Linked DNA regions of Zea mays: region 1 is linked to region 2. A link is a contact called in public Hi-C data. All regions are on one chromosome and are shown on one strand. The core of a region is the stretch at or near the end of the contact, and the rest is flanking DNA. Distances in the headings are between cores, read along the strand shown.

Region 1 (5,295 bases), core at 1,332-3,831, 280 kb before region 2:
ATTATATATTCCTACCGTTCTAAATCATAAGAAGCTTTTGTTTTTCTAGATACACAGCTTTTGTAATTTATATACATTATATCTAGATACAGAATAAAAACAATGTATCTAGAAAAGCCAAAACGTCTTGTAATTTAGACGAGTGAGTAGGTTTCAACATCTTTAACAGCACAACATTTCTGTCTACACAAATAATGCAAATGACACAGGCGCTTAAGTTGCATGAAAACCTTGCAGAATCAAAATGACCAGTCATCAACATGGCATACTCAGTATGTCATACAGTTCAAACATTAATGAGAATATGTCATACATTTTATTATCAATGGTAAGTATGAATTGCACATAGAGCCATACCATGTCATTATATATCTGAAGCCGATTTCTGACCACCTCTTCGGTATCATCAGCTCGGGTAATAAGCTTCGACATGCAGTTGTTTGGGGGCAACAGTGGTGCCATGTAGATTGGTGGGAGTCCATTTTCACCCTTAACATCAATGCAGGCCAAATTGAAGTTCTTTCCACATTGGCCGCAAATCCTTCTGCCAAGGCACTTCTCTACTATAACATCTTCTCTTAGTTTCAGATTAACCACCATATCAATGTCTGTAACGCCATCAAGAATTTCCTGAGAGGAGGAAGTAGTTAGTTCAAACCACCATGATCAAGTGCATGCTTGAACAGGTTTCTGTCAACTGCTAACAACATGTTGCACCAATATCAATGAGTTCAAATAGAAACAATGGCGGCAAAAATGTTCAAATCTGTACCCGCAAATTAAGTTAATATTCCTGCAGGAGGCACAATAATCACAAGAATTATACTTAAAGAAAAGGTAACCACATACTAACAAAAAGAGTACATGCTATCACAGTGCCACAGTAGTTGGGAATAGGAAAATGTGAACTATTTGCATTGCATTACTCACATCATTACCAAACAGCAATTAAAACATTAAGCTTTCAGGAGACACCAGATCACTGATTTCAATGGTTACTAAAAGGAACAGACTAGGAAGACCTGATTCAATTGCAGCAGAAACTGAGAAACATGTGAACTATTTGAATAATATTTTTATATTGCACCAAACGCCAGAACTAAGTTGAAGAAAAACATTGAACATTCAAAAGTGATCAGCATATTGAGTTCAATTGCTAGTAAAAGGAACAAAATAGAAGGTAGTGTTCACAATATGTTAAAGATTCTCACCGCTTGTTTTACTGTACGGGGAAAACCATCAAGAATAAATCCTGATTCTCCCTGGTCTTCTCCTTTCTTAAGCCTTTTGGACAAAAGATTGATGATAATTTCATCAGAAACTAATTTCCCCTGATTAACAATTTCAGCAAGCTGCGAGAAAAAAAATATCACATCAGTTTCAAAGTGAAAAATATGAAGGCCTATTGACCTCAATACACATGTATTGAGGTGGATTGACTGAATTAAACTAAGTTACACCCCAATCCACCTCAACACATGTGGATTGGGGTCAATGCTAGAGTACCCAAACAAAGCCGAAAGGACAATCAGATACTAACCCATACAGTCATGGAATCAATGAACTATGAATCTACTCATTTACAGTAAGTTTTTAAATAGAGATGTAGGGCGAGCTTTGCAAGCTAATTGTTAGCATGAAATGAACATGGCAAAATTACAATAAAAGTAGCCACACACTTGCAACCAAACCATAATCAAGGCAAGTTTATTAGTGAATTGTTATTACTCTTCTAGCAAAAACACTATTATGTGAAGAGCCATGTGTAATGTTAGTACAAGTCGTCCAGCAAAACAGTATTGCACAGGAGAAGCAACTAGAGTCCCTTAACGGCTCTAACCAGTAACCAGACGTGGTTTTCTGAATAGACTGTGATGCCCAAACAAAACTTGGGGTCAAATTCAATCACAAGATTGAGCTGAAGCCTGCAACCAAAGCGTATTACGTAAGGTCAAATTCAGGCAGCAATGTTCAGATCTATCAACAATTTCGCGTACTGATCCACACTCGACACGAGGCGACCTCAATTCTCTAGCTAAATAAGCTCAACCATGTCGCTGATCCACACAACTAAATATGAAATCCAGATCAGCGCAGAGCAGAGTGGGGCCGATCTGGACCGTAGAGGTTCGGAGAGGAGGCTCACTCTCACCTGCGTAGCAAGTGGCCCGGTGGAGGCGAGCTCGTCGCGAACAAGATCCCCCGTCGCGATGTGCGGCACGCCGAGGAGGCGCGACAGGCGGCTCGCGTAGGTGCCCTTGCCCACGCCGGGGCAGCCCAGGAACACCCACTGCACGTTCCTCTCCGCCGCCACCGGCCGCCTTGCTCTCTGCTCCGCCGCGAATGGGAACCCGGCGGCCGCAGACGGCGCCTGCTCCGGCGCAAGCGACGTCATGCGCCTCCTGACCGCCGCCGCTGCCGAGCCACCGGGGGCGACTGCCCGGAGGAGGCGCTGCACGGCCGCCATGGGATGCAGCGGAGGCGGAGGCGGAGGCGGGGGCAGGGCGATGGTTTTAGGGTTCGGCCCTGGCCGTTCCCGTCGCGTATTTGTATGTGCGGAGGCGACTGGGAGTGAGATACTGAGATGCGACGGGGAGGGAGAGTGGCTTGTAGAAGAAGGTGGGTCGATTGGGGGCGTGCAACCGGTCTACCGTGGTCCGGTGGATGGGTCGGCCACTCGGCCCCACTGGACGGTAGCGAAGCGACGACTGCGGCGGCGGATGCGAGGCGATGGAGCGGCGTGTGGGACGACGGGTTCATGGCGCGTGGTGGCCGCATGCCAGCCGTTAGCGCTGCACGTCGTGTCCCACGCGCCAGAGGGGGCTCGGTTCGCATCTTGCTCTTGTGCGAGGCGAGTCCGGAGAATATTCGTCTCGCGGCCTCGCGGGTCCACCCCATGGCTTAACTGAGGTCACGGGAGATTGGGCTGCTGTCAATTTATTTTACCACGAACCTTCGCGTGCGCTAACGATTAGTGCTGGAACATAGGTCGTGCATTTTGGACCAGTAACAACGATTATGATCTAAAAACAAGAGAATAATGCACGGTCCAACACGAAATAATATATGTTAGACTAAAATGGCCCGTAGGCAGGCTTAGGCTGGGTCTCAATATAGTCCAATGCAGCTTATATTATTTAGTTTGTTTAATTTAGTACCTATGGAGTTTATGTGGTTGTGATATTTGAACTTTATGTGGTCAAATGATGCTCGTATTGTTTAATATCTTTAATCTAGGGCTTTGTTTGGGAGAGCTTCACTTTAAAGCTTCACCATAAAACAACTCTATCAAATTGTTAAAGTGAGTTTCAGGAGCGTTTGACTTGCACATGGACTCCGGCTTCTATAGTAAAATTGATTTGTGTGAGTTTTCTTAATTATCCTTGATGATTAGTAGGTTGTCGCGAGATAGAACGGATGTTGTATGTTGTGTAACCAGTGGCATGGTGGATAATTTTCGTGCAACTTCATGAGTAGATATAAAAACAATATTTTGAAGCACCCTCTAAGGAGCTTCATGAATTTATTGAAACTGGTCTCCAGTTTCAATTTTTTTAAAGCTAAAGCTCGTGGAGCTGGACCTATTTGGGTGGAAAAAGTTTGAACAAAGTTGAAATTCTTGAATTGAAGCTCTTCCAAACATAACCTTAGTAACCTATAGACTTTATGTGGTTGTAATATTTGGAATTTACGTGGTTTAAATATATGGGTTGGGCTTAGACCGGCACGGCCCAACGAATACACGACATGCTTTTAGGGCGGGGCTGAGCTACTGTTTTTACTCTCTAGGCTGGTACGATATGGCCCAAAAGTTTTTAGGCCTTTGTGGCCTAAAGCACGATGGGCTCAGGCCAGCACTGTCTGATTTCTAGCACTACTAACCATACGATAAATCTAAAAGACAATAAAGTCAATCGTGATATAAGTAATCAAGATAACGAAGGTAGCAAAAAAATCTGAATCTTTTTTTATCTTAAGCTCTAAAATCGTGATAACTTTAAGGCAAATCGAAATATATTGAATATACATCAACGATAACGAGTTTATGAAAATGTTAAGTATCATTGCAAACAACATCATATCTATCATATATTTGGAAAACGGCTAAACCTTGATGTACTTATAATTTATCATATTTCTTCTAAAATGGTATCTTTGGTTTCATTGCCCTTGCACTTATCAATTCTACCAAAAATTAGCCCTCAATATACAATACATTCTCAGTCTATACATTCAGTATTATATATCATTAAACTCGGTTAATAATTAATTTTAAAATAATGATATTTAACAAGTATTAAAACAATGAGGTTACTCACGGTGCAAGTGAAAGATAACCTTATATCATTCCACTCGCGCATAAAGTTGATAATAAGAGAGCTTATCAAATTCCTACAAATAAAAATAATGTGTTGTTACATATATATGTAGCCAAAATTAATTAGTTGTCTCTATGACATAAAAAATTGTTCTAATTTTATTGGAAACCATGTTGGTAATATGCGACGTCACAATACATATTATCATTCCATGTAGGGTTGTCTAATTCCATGGCAGCTTTCATATTATTGGCAATATTATGTATTTTGTGAATATAGTACATGATTGGATGATTACCCTTAAATCACGGTTGTATAGGCCTTGGGTCCATTATATAGTTGCTTCTAGTGTCTATGTTAATGTAACATCCTGATTTTTGGGTATAAAAAATTCTTTGCTCTAAACTCAAAATTCAGGTGTTACTCACTCATTTTTCTTATCTTTCATTTTTTTCTAAATAATGGAGAGTTATTTTGTTTTATATATAAGTGTTAAGTTTGGTAAAATAAAATACTAGAGGAGTTTGATTGTTGCATTTCATGCTGAAGCATATTTTTGTTTGCTAAAATGGTCTTGGTCATTTAGAAGAAGGAAAATACTAAAAAAATCGAGGTATTTGTCGTGCATGATCTAATATAAATATATACTAGGATATACATATGCTTGTTTTGCTTAGTTCCATCTGCGCACTTGTTTAGCTTTGCGCATGTACCCTCGTGGAAAGAATAAAATAGTTTCGTAGATGTATTATGAAAAAAGAATAAAAAAAGATGACAGTTGAACAAAACCCACTTCGGCGGGCTGTCCAGCGACCGAGCGAAAGCCAGCCGGTCTCGAACCCAACCCAGGTCGCGTCCATAAATCCAAGCCCCGCCCGCCCCGCCTTCTTCTTTTCTTCCTCGCACCAAAGTCGCTGGAATCCAAGCCCCCTTGCCCGTCCGTACTCGACCCAAAGCTCTCTCGCCAAAATATAAC
Region 2 (5,022 bases), core at 637-3,136:
GTGCGAGCGAGGGGGGCGGGGGCGGGACGGTGGGGTGGATCTCGTGGGCTGGTGAGATTTTCACGGCGGGATAACGGGGCGGCGCGATGAGATCGCGGTAGGGAGAGGCGGGCCTACGTGCGAGCAGGGGGGTGACAACGGGATGGATCGTGTGGGCGGACGAGATTTCCGCGGCGGGACGACGCGGCGGGACGATGTGCGGGAGCGGGGGCGCTGTGGAGTAGAGGGGAAGTGGGTGGGGATCCGCGGCGCGAACTTTGGCAGAACCGTGCACCAAAATCACTGTGGACGCCTACGGTAGGGTCTTAAGGAGTAGTAAAGATATATGTCCGGGCCGCTAGAATGCGTAACACCCTACTTCCTATTGAGGCTGTGTATTGGAGTTGCTTTGGAGTATATAGATTACATATGTGCTGTTGTGGTGCTAAGGTGTGGTTGATGAGGGCTGGTGTATGATGAGATGAGATGTTTTGGTAGGGGTACTCTCTCGGCCTTATATAAGTGACCAGAGGGTTATTCCTTACAAGTTGTGATCACTATATATTCTACCTATCTCCTCTTTTATCGCGGCCTGTAGTTCTGCTTATCCGGAGTTTGATCACTTCCTTAGCCGAGTTGACGCCGAGTGTTTAGCCCTTCGGCTGTGTGCAACTTCTTCAGTCGAGATATTAGCTCTTCTGCCTACGCATAACCCGGATGTTTAGTCTTCGTCTTCTTGGATCGAGCTTGCCTAACCTGGTTGTGGCCCGATGACCCATCCTGCAAGGTGGACCATCAGGAGGCCCATCAGACGGCCCGTGACATGTTTCTGTGTTCGTGAGGACCCGAGGATATCTACCCCCAACACCACTAAAGACAACACTAGGCATATAGTAAGCAGGAAATCAACTAAGTGTCAGTCAAGATAAACTAGATGAACTACCCTAAACGATTGTCACTCATCATGCTAGAAATATATCTGAAATAGATACCAGTTTAAATTCTCAAGATTTATCAGATTTTACAGCGGATTACAAATTTCGATGAAAAGCATGTGAGTGCGAGAGGTTGTAAGCATTGTCATTGTCTAACTTTTCAACCGGGTGTAGCCTATGCAACAAAGCAATCAGAAGGTAAAGACACCGGTTTTGATCATCCACCACCTACTCGAGTTCATCCAAAAGTGGAAATAGAAGCAATCTCGATACAATGATGTGGTGACAAATTCAAACTCATCTCGATCTTTTTGATTTTTTCACTTACCTTGATTTTGCTTTAAGCACAGATTTAATGAATCAAGCCAATGAATAACTCAAAACATGAGGCATAGCCACCTAGCATACTAGTGACAATACAAAGAATTTCAAACACATCCTATACATGCTAGGTGCCAATCTCAATGGGGAGCATGTTTTGGATTCAACAAGTAATAGTCAAGTTCACAATTATGAAAAGAAGCTTAGCTCAACAATATTGTATCAATATAAGCAAACAGAGCCTAAGCATGCCAAAGCATCATCATGTATACAAAGAACATACTACTAGGATCATAGTCACATTCTAGCATATACACAAGTGAAGGTCAAAATGCTACATGAGATACATATATAATACAAGAATGAAGAAAGAAAGACTAAAATCTACATGAAAAACAACAAAAACAAAAACAAAAAATGGAGCCCTTGATAAAAAAGGAACTAGACACCTAATTCTCCTCTTAAAATACTATATTACTATATCAGCTCACGAGCCGATCCAGACTCAGTTAAAATTGACTCGGACTAAAGAGATTCATGAGCCGAGATTGAATAAGCCCGAGCCGACTCTTGAGCCTCGAGTTTTTTTTTTCGATCCTAAGGTCCCCGGCGGCCCGGCCGGAACAAAACCCGTTCGATGCGTCTCCGCCGTTTCAGGACACAATCAAGGGCTAGAAGCCACTACAGGCCCAAATTCAGCCCATACCCACTCTCCCATCCACGAGACCACAAGCCACACCAAACCCGCGTTCATCGACGGACGAGCTCGCCGGCGAGAGAGCGACTGAGATGGAGGCGGCGGCAGCGGCGGCCGGCGTGGAGCTGGGCTCCTCGAAGCCCCAGATCGCGACGCAGGCGGAGATGGCGGAGGCCCGGGTGCCGCTCGCCTACCGCGATCAGTGCGCGCACCTCCTCATCCCGCTCAACAAGTGCCGCGTCGCCGAGTTCTACCTCCCCTGGAAGTGCGAGCCCGAGCGCCACGCCTACGAGAAGTGCCAGTACGAGCTCGTCATGGAGCGGATGCTCCAGATGCAGAAGATCCGCGAGGCGCAGGAGACCAAGGTCAAGGGCGGCGCCTCCATTGGCCTCATCCCGGCCACCGCCAAGCTCGCCTGATACGGGTCCCAGACCGATCCGCTTGATTTAGGTGAGCTCTGACCCCGTCACGCCGTTTCGAATCTCTTCTTTCCGGGATTTAGCTCGGCTGCTGTGGCTTGAGTTTGTGATTTGGATGTGAAGGCCACATGTTGTCTCGGGTACTTAGGGATTCCGATTGCATGAGTGGCGAATCGTGCGCCCTTTTGTCAGGGGAAGCAGCATTGGGCGGGTGGCCCGTCAGCGTTGGCGTGGATATTATTAGGTTAATTTGTAGACATTTCAGACTAAGCTGCTGACTGAATGGTTAGGGTTTTCAGGAGCTGCTGTAGCCGTGTAGCACTTGCAGAGCTAATTTAGGTAGGGTGAAAACAGAAACGTGACTCTTGATTCTTGGTAGCATAATTCAAGCTTGCTGCAAATATGACGAAGTTAAAACGTGAAATCAAGCCACTGGGATACATGGACATTTGAGATCAGTCCAGATCTCTCTCTCTTTTTTTGCTGCCCAGTGCTTGCTGCAGTTCCAACCATTATGCTGTCATATGTTCATATATTGAGTTGTGATGTTCATGTATCATGAATACACAACAGTGCTAAAATGTTTAGAAATCAGTCTAGCTGGTAGGAAGCTTAATGGAAATTCATCATATCTTCCCTGCGACCTGAATTTGGGGCTTCCAAACTACCTGAAGTTGGTTACAGATTCTAGATTACTGTTTGGTGATATTAGGACTGGAACTCTATTCTGGCTTGTAGCTTCTCAAGTCATTGGAAGTGATTTAGACAAGGCCTAGATTTTTGTTTGTTGGACCAATTTTTAAATCTGAAGCTTTGTGCAATTAAAGCAGATAATGTACATAGGCAGCAGGTTAGTTTAGCTACGCAGGCTGCCATTCCAAACACATCGTTGCAGTGAAGCATCAAATCTAATTAAAACATGTATGATAAACATGTCATAGCTTACCTATGCCAATAAGCAGAATATTTCTCAACTATATCTATAGGTTGCTGCAAGCAATATTGAATTTGAAGGAACTTGCCCAAGTTTCATTTTATAACACATTGAGGTGTCATGTCGATTAAATTAAATGGAGTTGCCAATTCATATCACATTTTTTTATTGTACCTCCACTTAGCACTTTTGCAATACTTTCAAGAACGTTAGGTCTTTTGGTGGGTGGTGGTAATATACTCGTCTTCAGGGGGATGCCACATGAAGAAACAAATGCAGTCCTTTTAGCTTCATTGTTAGAGGCTTTCCAGTCCTTTTGAGATGAGCTCTTCAATACACTGCTTGTACTTTATATCATTTGATCTTAAATACTTTGTGACAAACCCCCTGTTCTTCCAATTTAATCTGGTTAAGTGCAGTAGAGCATCTCTCTGCATGACTGTTGCATAAGTTTTGCTGGTTCTTGTGAGTTCATTTCATAGCAGGATAATGCAATACCAAAGTGATGCTTGTATACATTATACTGGCATACTGCATCCACTCTTCCTATATAAGCAACATAAATTAATTACCCTAGGGGGTTCATCTGTTGCCCATTGGGCTTGCCTTGACTATCGGCAATCGTTCCTCTAGCAGCAGAATGGGGAACCCCTTAATGGCATTGAAAACGGTACCCTTTAGTGGATATTGAGATTTTACTTTTAAGCTTTTGGGCATTGTATTCAATCACTGATATTTCCATAAAAAGGATAACCACAGGTTGAACTTTACAATGGGGTTTGCAGTTACTAGCATAATATGGCCCTGTTAAGCGGACAAGTGCTGGTAAATTTTTATTTCCATTTGCCACACATAATTCTTAGTTCTATTTATTTACTATATTAGCTTTCCTTGTGTTGCTTATGGCTGGATACAAGCTCAGCGTGATGTTAGTAACTGGCCTGGTCATTAGCAATCGTATGGAAACCAGGGACATGGAATAGGAACTCTCTTTTGTGAACAATAGCTGCTGTCAGCCTGTCAGTTTTACTCTGTGCGCATCTAATGCATGATAGATTGAAACACATCGGATGTGATGTTTAAGGAATCTTTTGTATCGGATCTGGATCATATGGTCACAACCTTCCCACTGTAAAACACGTCTTGTTAGCTTTTCTGCAGTCTTGTCTGATAATTCCATTTGCATGCCATGACAACCGACAACATGAACACAAACGACATAATAATAATGGCAATAGTGCATCTATACCTAGTCTCTTTTGGCTTGCCAATGTCCATTTGTGTTTGGTCAATACCTCGGAGGGACTCCCAACACGTATATTCTATGAAGTTCATCTTCAGAGTTATGTTATGCCCCCCTCCCACCCCCCAATGAAACTTGACAACTACATTTTTTTGGTGGCTCTGTATGATGAAGCTGTTATGCACCTTTAGGCTGCTCCCACACCCTAGTCTGGGTTAGGAATAATGGTATTGATGTGCATCGTAGATGAGGGTCGATCTCTTGGTTTTGAGCTGCAAATTGAGTTGGCATGGAAGCTTTTGTTTTGTTTTGGAAACTGAAACCATGGTCGCCATGGCTTTGATGATATGGACCCTCTGGTTTGCTTGTCTCCCATGTGAATGCATCACCACCTTTGACGCTTAGCCCATAGGGCCATGTCAGATGATTCTGGGAATAAAAATCTCCTCATCATCCTATTAGGTGTCTGGGTTGGTTATTCTATGCATTATTTG

The links. A called contact is a pair of places that touch in the nucleus more often than the background predicts.
Region 1: a contact with region 2 is called in a Hi-C map of leaf, with 2.3 times the contacts expected there. The contact joins the promoter of LOC100280768 here to the promoter of LOC100283425 in region 2. A contact is called at or near these places in 4 of 25 Hi-C or Micro-C datasets (bundle sheath, leaf and leaf mesophyll).

What each region holds. Positions count from the first base shown.
Region 1 is chr1:6,776,177-6,781,471 of Zm-B73-REFERENCE-NAM-5.0, reverse strand. LOC100280768 reads right to left here and starts at 2,581. Exons shown (of 4, transcript NM_001153689.1): 1 at 2,153-2,581; 2 at 1,212-1,352; 3 at 358-630. The coding sequence starts at 2,467.
Region 2 is chr1:6,493,162-6,498,183 of Zm-B73-REFERENCE-NAM-5.0, reverse strand. LOC100283425 reads left to right here and starts at 1,886. Exons shown (of 2, transcript NM_001366674.1): 1 at 1,886-2,382. The coding sequence starts at 2,025. The coding sequence ends at 2,351.